Linked DNA regions of Sus scrofa: region 2 is linked to region 1. Evidence: chromatin contacts called from public HiChIP or PLAC-seq data. All regions are on one chromosome and are shown on one strand. The core of a region is the stretch at or near the end of the contact, and the rest is flanking DNA. Distances in the headings are between cores, read along the strand shown.

Region 1 (3,646 bases), core at 711-3,210:
GAGCCATAAGAAGCTATGCCCACCTAAAGTCTCCAGCTTGGTTTCTTCTGATGTGCTTTGCTGAAACTGTATTACTTATGCTTGATTTGGTAAACTTTGACATCTGCAATTTGTGCTCACAGGGCTCGTTTTGACCATTACTTCCAATGCAGTCTTTTGCAGGACTGCATCAAAGATGCACACGTAGATTGCTGATAACACCTCGTCGAAGGGCCTACTGCTACTTTAGAAGATAAGAATTACACTTAAAGAAACCCCAGTAAGTTAGAGAGATCGAATCAGAATCACACGAAACAGGAGTGTGACTCAGTGGAACGAATCCAACCAGGAACCATGAGGTTATGGGTTCAATCCCTGGCCTTGCTCAGTGGGTTAAGGATCTGGCGTTGCCATGAGCTATGGTGTGTTGTAGGTCACAGACAAGGCTTGGATCTGGCATTGCTGTGGCTGTGGTGTAGGCCAGCAGCTGTAGCTCTGATTAGACCCTATCCTGGGAACCTCCATATGTCTCGGGTGTGGTCCTAAAAAAAAAAGAATAACATTACACAGAAAAAAAGCACAAATTAATTACGTAGTGACCAAAAAGTTAGTGCATGATGGGAAAAAATTAAGTATGTAAAGCAATCATATAAAACTTTTAGGGTACCCTTATTTTACCATAGATGAAATAGTAATAAATTATACAGATAGCTATTTTAAAACTTAAAATATTTAACGTTTTAGATATTTCAACTGAAATATGACACCTAGCTCCAAAAAGAAATCACCTTTTAAGGTCTTATTAAGTTGTCAGAATTTATTCAGAAATTGAGTATAAGGCTGATTACTGTATTCAGATCTAACGCAGTAGTTTTTAAAATTTAAGAATCCCTTAGGTGCATATTTAGTAAACAGGTTCTGGAGATTCTGATTCTGATTCAGATGATCTTGGATGGGGCTCAGAGGTCTGCCCTCTTGCCTAGAAGCTCAGGGAGTTCTGATGCATGTAGACCTCGGACCATACTTTGAGAAACATTAATTTGGCTTTCTTCTCCCTTAAAGAAATAGTGAAACTCAAGCTAATGTTGGTGCTACTGATCTGGTAAAAGGTTTAGATTAAGGTATAAAGAGATATTTTAAGTAGATTCTTTTTTTTTTTTTTTTTTTGTCTCTTTACTATTTCTTGGGCCGCTTCCGTGGCATATGGAGGTTCCCAGGCTAGGGGTCGAATCAGAGCTGTAGCTGCCAGCCTACGCCAGAGCCACAGCAACGCGGGATCTGAGCCGCGTCTGCAACCTACACCACAGCTCACGGCAATGCCGGATGGTTAACCCACTGAGCAAGGGCAGGGATCGAACCCACAACCTCATGGTTCTGTCGGATTCGCCAACCACTGTGCCACAACGGGAACTCCCTTAGGTAGATTCTTTAAAAGAATGAATAAGGAGTTCCTGTTGTGGCTCAGTGGAAATGAAATCTGACCAGTATCCATGAGGACGTGGGTTCTATCCCTGGCCTTGCTCAGTGGGTTAAGGATCCAGGGTTGTGTGGTGTAGGTCTTAGATATGGCTCAGATCCGGCGTTGCTGTGGCTGTGGTGTAGGCCAGCGGCTACAGCTCCGATTTGACCCCTAGCCTGGGAACCTCCATATGCCACGAGTGAGGCCCTAAAAAGCAAAAACAAAGAAACACACAAATAACAACTACAAAAAAAGAAAGTCATTGTGCTACTAGGGTGTGCAACTGGTGGCCTGAAGTGCAGTATTATCACAGCCTCTCTTTCTTCTGTCTTAAAGCACAGCTTGTTTATTTTTGACTTTCAGTAACATCGTATTGGCTACAAACTGATGCTTTCAGTTTGCACTTCATTTTCTCAGAGTGAGAAAGTTTTTTCTGGTTGTTTCTTGTCCTTTCTGTAAGAACCAACACTCACATGACCCAACCATAGTTGAAGTAAGAGAAGCAGGTGATTATGAAACGGGAAAGGCCTCATTAAGATGACACCATGCTACCTCTTTTCTAATTAGATGGATGGGGAAGTGAACAAGTCAGGGTAGGGATGATAGAGGCAGTGGGGGAGATCAGAAGATGACTTTAGGAGATGGCAGATGAAAAAGACAAGAGAAAAGAAGACAAAGCAACCAGGATCCTTAACATACAGTTTGTAGAATACTAACCACCAGTTTTGTCTCCAGAAAGGGAAAAGAACCAGACAAAGTGGGTTCACCAAGATGGGGGTTAGGAGGGGCAGGAAAGAATCCCTTTTGACAACCTACCCTATACCTCTTGTGGAGTAAACAGCTAAGGAATTAGAGTCTCTGCTCCCAAAGACAACCGTAAAAGTCTACGACTGGAATTCCTTGAAAATTTATTGTTTCTGTGCCTTTCACGTAGTTTGGCATAAAAATTCTTGTTGATTTTTTTTTTTTTTTGTCTTTTTTGCTATTTCTTGGGCCGCTCCTGCGGCATATGGAGGTTCCCAGGCTAGGGGTTGAATCGGAGCTGTAGCCACCGGCCTACGCCAGAGCCACAGCAACGCGGGATCCGAGCCGCGTCTGCAACCTACACCACAGCTCACGGCAATGCCGGATCATTAACCCACTGAGCAAGGGCAGGGACCGAACCCGCAACCTCCTGGTTCCTACTCAGATTCGTTAACCACTGCGCCACGACGGGAACTCCTCTTGTTGATTCTTTATGAAGCCATCTTCTTACTTCTGCATAAGACTTTCAAGTACAGAATGAAATAATCAGATAACCTTAGGGATGACATAGCAACGGATAACTCTTAAAAGTGTCCTCCACTCTGATCAAAGATAAGAAATTTGAGGTCCAGGAAAGTTTAGCAATTCATGAAAGGATGCAAAGCTTAAAATCATGAGATCTTAGTTCTAGGGGCCTATTTTTCCTTATCCAAGTCTTTTGTTCTTTCTACTATTTCAGGAAACCAAAAATATCTTTCTTTCTCTTTCTCTTGCTCACTTATTTTTGCTCAACATCTTCCTTTTGAAAGTTTTTTCAGTATCTCAATGGTGAAATAATAAAAAAATGTACATATTACTGTCCAAGATGAAAGCAGCACTAAGGAGATAGAAGGCAAAACTCCAAATCAGTAATTACTAGATTAAAAGCAAAAAATATAGGCAGAGCTCTCCCCCTACCCCTGAATCAGTTTTCTGAGTCGTTTTTTTTTTTTTTTTTTTTGTGAAAGCGAGGACCTTAGAAATTCCCCAAAGTCATGGGTATATGTTTGCATGCTCACGTGTGTGTGCATGTGTGCGCTGTATGCTGAGATGATTTGGGCACGAGCAGAACTGATAACTAACTTCTGGGAATGGTTGACAGTCAGACCCCTGAGCTGGAGGGAGGAAGAGAGGGTGTAGGGTGGCAAGAGAGAAGAGAGTGGAGGTTTACCCAGGCAAACTCTGTTTTGGCTACTTATTTTCATTATGAAGAATCCAAGACAACATCAAACAAGGAGGTCCCAGTGGATGCTGCTAGGGAATATATCAACAGCAACTGAGACATCTACTAAACAGGGTTGGGAGAAGACCCCAAGTAATGGATGTCCCTGACATTAGCAATGAACTGGATTGAGTGAGTTGAAATGCTTCTGAGATGAGAATGTCTCACATGGTCTGGAGTGTGGATGTATGATGGTTGGAACT
Region 2 (3,580 bases), core at 679-3,178, 220 kb after region 1:
CGAACATTATTAATCTAAAGATACTTTTAGGAAGTCAGTTTCTATTCCACCTTCGGCAAGTTATTTACGTGACTTCTACAAACAAGGTTAAAATGGATGTGGCATTCCAGGGAACTAAGTTAAGAGTTCTTAGACAATGAAGACACAGCTTTCTTACGAGGTCTTCTTTCTTTGTTGTCATGATCAAAGAACACAAGGAAAGATCTCAAGTATCACCTTAATCTGTACAGATTTTGAAAAGTTTATTCTGGGATTTAAAGAGTGACTTTGAAGATCTTCTAACATATATTAAACTTCACTGTTTTCTTAAGTCATCTTTTCTAACATTAAAATCATTCCAGGGCTGGGGAAAAGGGGAAAAAAATCAAATTTATACCAGCTGCATTAAAAACAAGCTATCTAAGAAAAGTGTCCTGGTTATGTCATTAGACAATTTTTCAAAGGCTCAAGTCTTGACTATTTCATTTACTATTTTCTCTTTTTTATTTTTTTGTCTTTCGTCTTTTTAGGGCCGCACCTGAGGCATATGGAGGTTCCCAGGCTAGGGGTCGAATCAGAGCTGCAGCTGCCGGCCTACACCACGCCACAGCAACATGGGATCCAAGCTGCGTCTGACACTTACACCACACAGCTCAGGGCAACGCTGGATCCGTTAAAGAGTGAGGCCAAGGATCGAACCTGCATCCTCATAGATCCAAGTTGGGCTTGTTAACCACCGAGCGACAAAGGGAACTCCCTATTTTCTCTTTTTTTAAAGATAAGTTCTTGAGGCAGCATGAACAGATGACTTTGAGGAACTTAGAAAAATGCTATTTTTCTTTCCCAGGATCAACATAATTTTGTTTTTGTTTTACTTCTGATCTAGATATTATTCTACAAGATTAAAGAAGTAACAAGTGTCTTATCTTTATATGAAGTAATATTTAATGCAATATTCTAGTTCCTATAAACCTATACCACTACCCTGATAAAAAACTCAGTTTGGATATTTTAAAAGGAAATAAATGCATAACTAAATAAATCAACAGTTCATATAGTGACCAAGGAATTGGTGCCTCCCAAAGAGCTTAACATGTTTGAAATGATAAACTTATATACTAGGAAAATCTAGCTTTTCTGACTTTGTGGACTATAAAGACTGATATATTAGATCTATGTGTGGTCTTTTAAAATGTGTAATAGCATTAGTTTCACTCTAATGCTGGGTAACCTTCTGACTTGAGTTGATAATGTGAGTACTGTATTGTCTAACAGTTGTGCTAAAAGCCTGTGAAATATATTCAGTTTTCTAGTTCTCAGAGCTTTAGCTAGAAATGATGGAGTTCCCGTCGTGGCTCAGTGGTTAACGAATCCGACTAGGAACCATGAGGTTGTGGGTTCGATCCCTGGCCTTGCTCAGTGGGTTAGGGATCTGGTGTTGCTGTGAGCTGTGGTGTAGGTCACAGACGTGGCTCAGATCCCGCGTTGCTGTGGCTCTGGCGTAGGCTGGCATCTATACCTCCGATGAGACCCTAGCCCAGGAACCTCCACATGCCATGGGAGTGGCAATAGGAAAGGCAAAAAGACCAAAAAAAAAAAAAAAAAGAAAAAAAGAAAAAGAAAAGAAATGATGTTGAGTATTTGTCCTTCGCATCCAGTTATTATACAAAACCTGCCTAGCACTCAGAATCTCACGTATCACTTGGCTTGGCTTTAGGGCAAGCAGTTGGTCAAAAATCTGGCTCACTACAGGAAGACTTTCCTAGAATAAATGGATAAGATGAGAATCCTTCCTTCTCCCAGGCCAGTCGAATGTATCACCCCTGCTGGGTTTCATCACCTTCTTAACATGACAAATCATGGGGATGCCATGTGGGTCTAGAGTTTTAGCATGAGATGAACTGGTAGATACAGCACGTTATCACAGGCCACTTTGCTGGGCTTCCACTGAGACCTCCCGGCTCATTATTAGATGTCATATTTATATTCAACTATAAAAAGATTTCTGATTAGTCTACACAGGAATGTCAACATCAATGATTCACTGGGAAGGAAGTATCCTTGCTTCATAAAAAATGTAATATTTAAGCAAGCTGTTTCTTTAGCTTTTGGAGCAATCTCATCTGTTCTCTGAACCATTAATGACCTGTTGCAAAATTCTGTGTCTGCCAAGTCATTGGCATTTAAATACTTGAGGAAAACATGAATGGATATACATGAACAGAGAGGAACTCCATTTGTAGCCTCTCTTTACAGTCTATTATGGTCATTAAATAAAACTAACCTGAGTTGGTCCTTGAACTTTTAGATTCACTCCACAGTGGCATCTGGTATTTTCTAGTCTTATTATGTAGGCATTTTTAGCATCAGAGAATGCAATTAGATCATTTGTTTCCTTAGCTCAACTCTTTAGCCCCGCGCGAAGACAAGTTGAAAGACACTATTAAGTTCCTAATCCAATCTTTATTAAAAAAGACTCAATACTGTAGACAAGGAGGATAAGACAAATCCTCAAAAAAGTAATGATCAAGCTTTTCTATAACCCAATGCTGCCTTCTAGTGCAGTAAAATTTGAAATTAGGAATATGTTTATAATTGTAATTTTCTTTCTTTTCCATCATGGTTTATTACAGGATATTGAATATAGTTTTCCTGTGCTCTATAGTAGGACTTTGTTGTGTATCTATTTTATTATAGTAGTTTGTGATAGAGTGGTAATGTTTTAAAAATCAGAATGCATTCCTTAAATTACAGAAGTGTGTAGGCAAGGAATTCCACCAAAGAAAGTAGTGAGAGAAACAACACTAACACGCATTCTCAGTTTCTCTAAGATGAACAGTGTTTTAGGTCTCATTAACAGAAGCAGGATATAAAATTTTTTTCTCAGAGTCAGTCTTTCCAGTGTTGAGGGTCTCTCACTGAAATGTCATTCTACCTTTGCATCTCCACCGAAGAAATTCCTTTAAGAGTCAAGTGCCATTCCTGTTGACTCTTAAGAGCATGTCACCCGTCTCATACTATGCCTAGTCAGTGTGACTCCACAGATGGTGAATCACTGGCTTTACCCCAGATTTTGCCCTGAGGCCATGCCATTCGAAAATTTAAAAGGCCTCCAAGTACTGGCAGCTTTTTTCATTGCTGTGGAGAGCATACAGGGTATAGTGATTGATACCTGCTCAAAGCCACTACGACTTCGAGACAGGAAACAAAGTTACCCCTAAATGCCATTGGTCAGTACCAAAAAATTAATTCATGTAACAAATCTATGTCCCTACTACGTGCCAGGCACTATTCTAGAGGTTGGGATACATCAGTGAGCAAAAGAAACATCTATTACCTTATAGGGTTTACACACTAGCAGGGGAAACCCATAAGTGGATTAGAGTCTTTCAGAACGTAACAGGTGCTCTAGAAAAAGTGATCAGAGTAAAGTGAGTTGGAGTACAGGGTTGGGGACAGCTTTCATAGGTTTTTTGGAAACACAGAAGGAATATCATATTATTAAAGGTTAAATTTATTGAACACTCATTATATGCCAGGTGTGATGCTATGTCTCTCTCATTTAGTCCTAGGGGAAGGTATCCTCAATCCATCTTGACAA

Evidence for each region. HiChIP or PLAC-seq counts read pairs in DNA pulled down with a chosen protein or histone mark.
Region 2: an H3K27ac HiChIP or PLAC-seq map of alveolar macrophages shows a contact between it and region 1. The contact joins two enhancer-like sites. A contact is called at or near these places in 1 of 47 Hi-C or Micro-C datasets (embryonic fibroblasts) and 1 of 2 datasets of contacts at active chromatin or transcription factors (alveolar macrophages).

Annotation. Positions count from the first base shown.
Region 1 is chr16:24,405,486-24,409,131 of Sscrofa11.1, forward strand. The region is part of intron 2 of FYB (FYN-binding protein); the gene reads right to left. Among named protein-coding and RNA genes, the nearest start is that of FYB, 100 kb to the right of the region's middle. Within about 2 kb of position 1,961, at least 7 of the 83 cell types and tissues checked have an H3K27ac peak or open chromatin away from gene starts, as enhancers often do. A contact at or near this core is called in alveolar macrophages, where this site is marked.
Region 2 is chr16:24,630,168-24,633,747 of Sscrofa11.1, forward strand. The region is part of intron 2 of DAB2 (disabled homolog 2); the gene reads right to left. Among named protein-coding and RNA genes, the nearest start is that of C9, 56 kb to the left of the region's middle. Within about 2 kb of position 1,929, at least 4 of the 83 cell types and tissues checked have an H3K27ac peak or open chromatin away from gene starts, as enhancers often do. A contact at or near this core is called in alveolar macrophages, where this site is marked.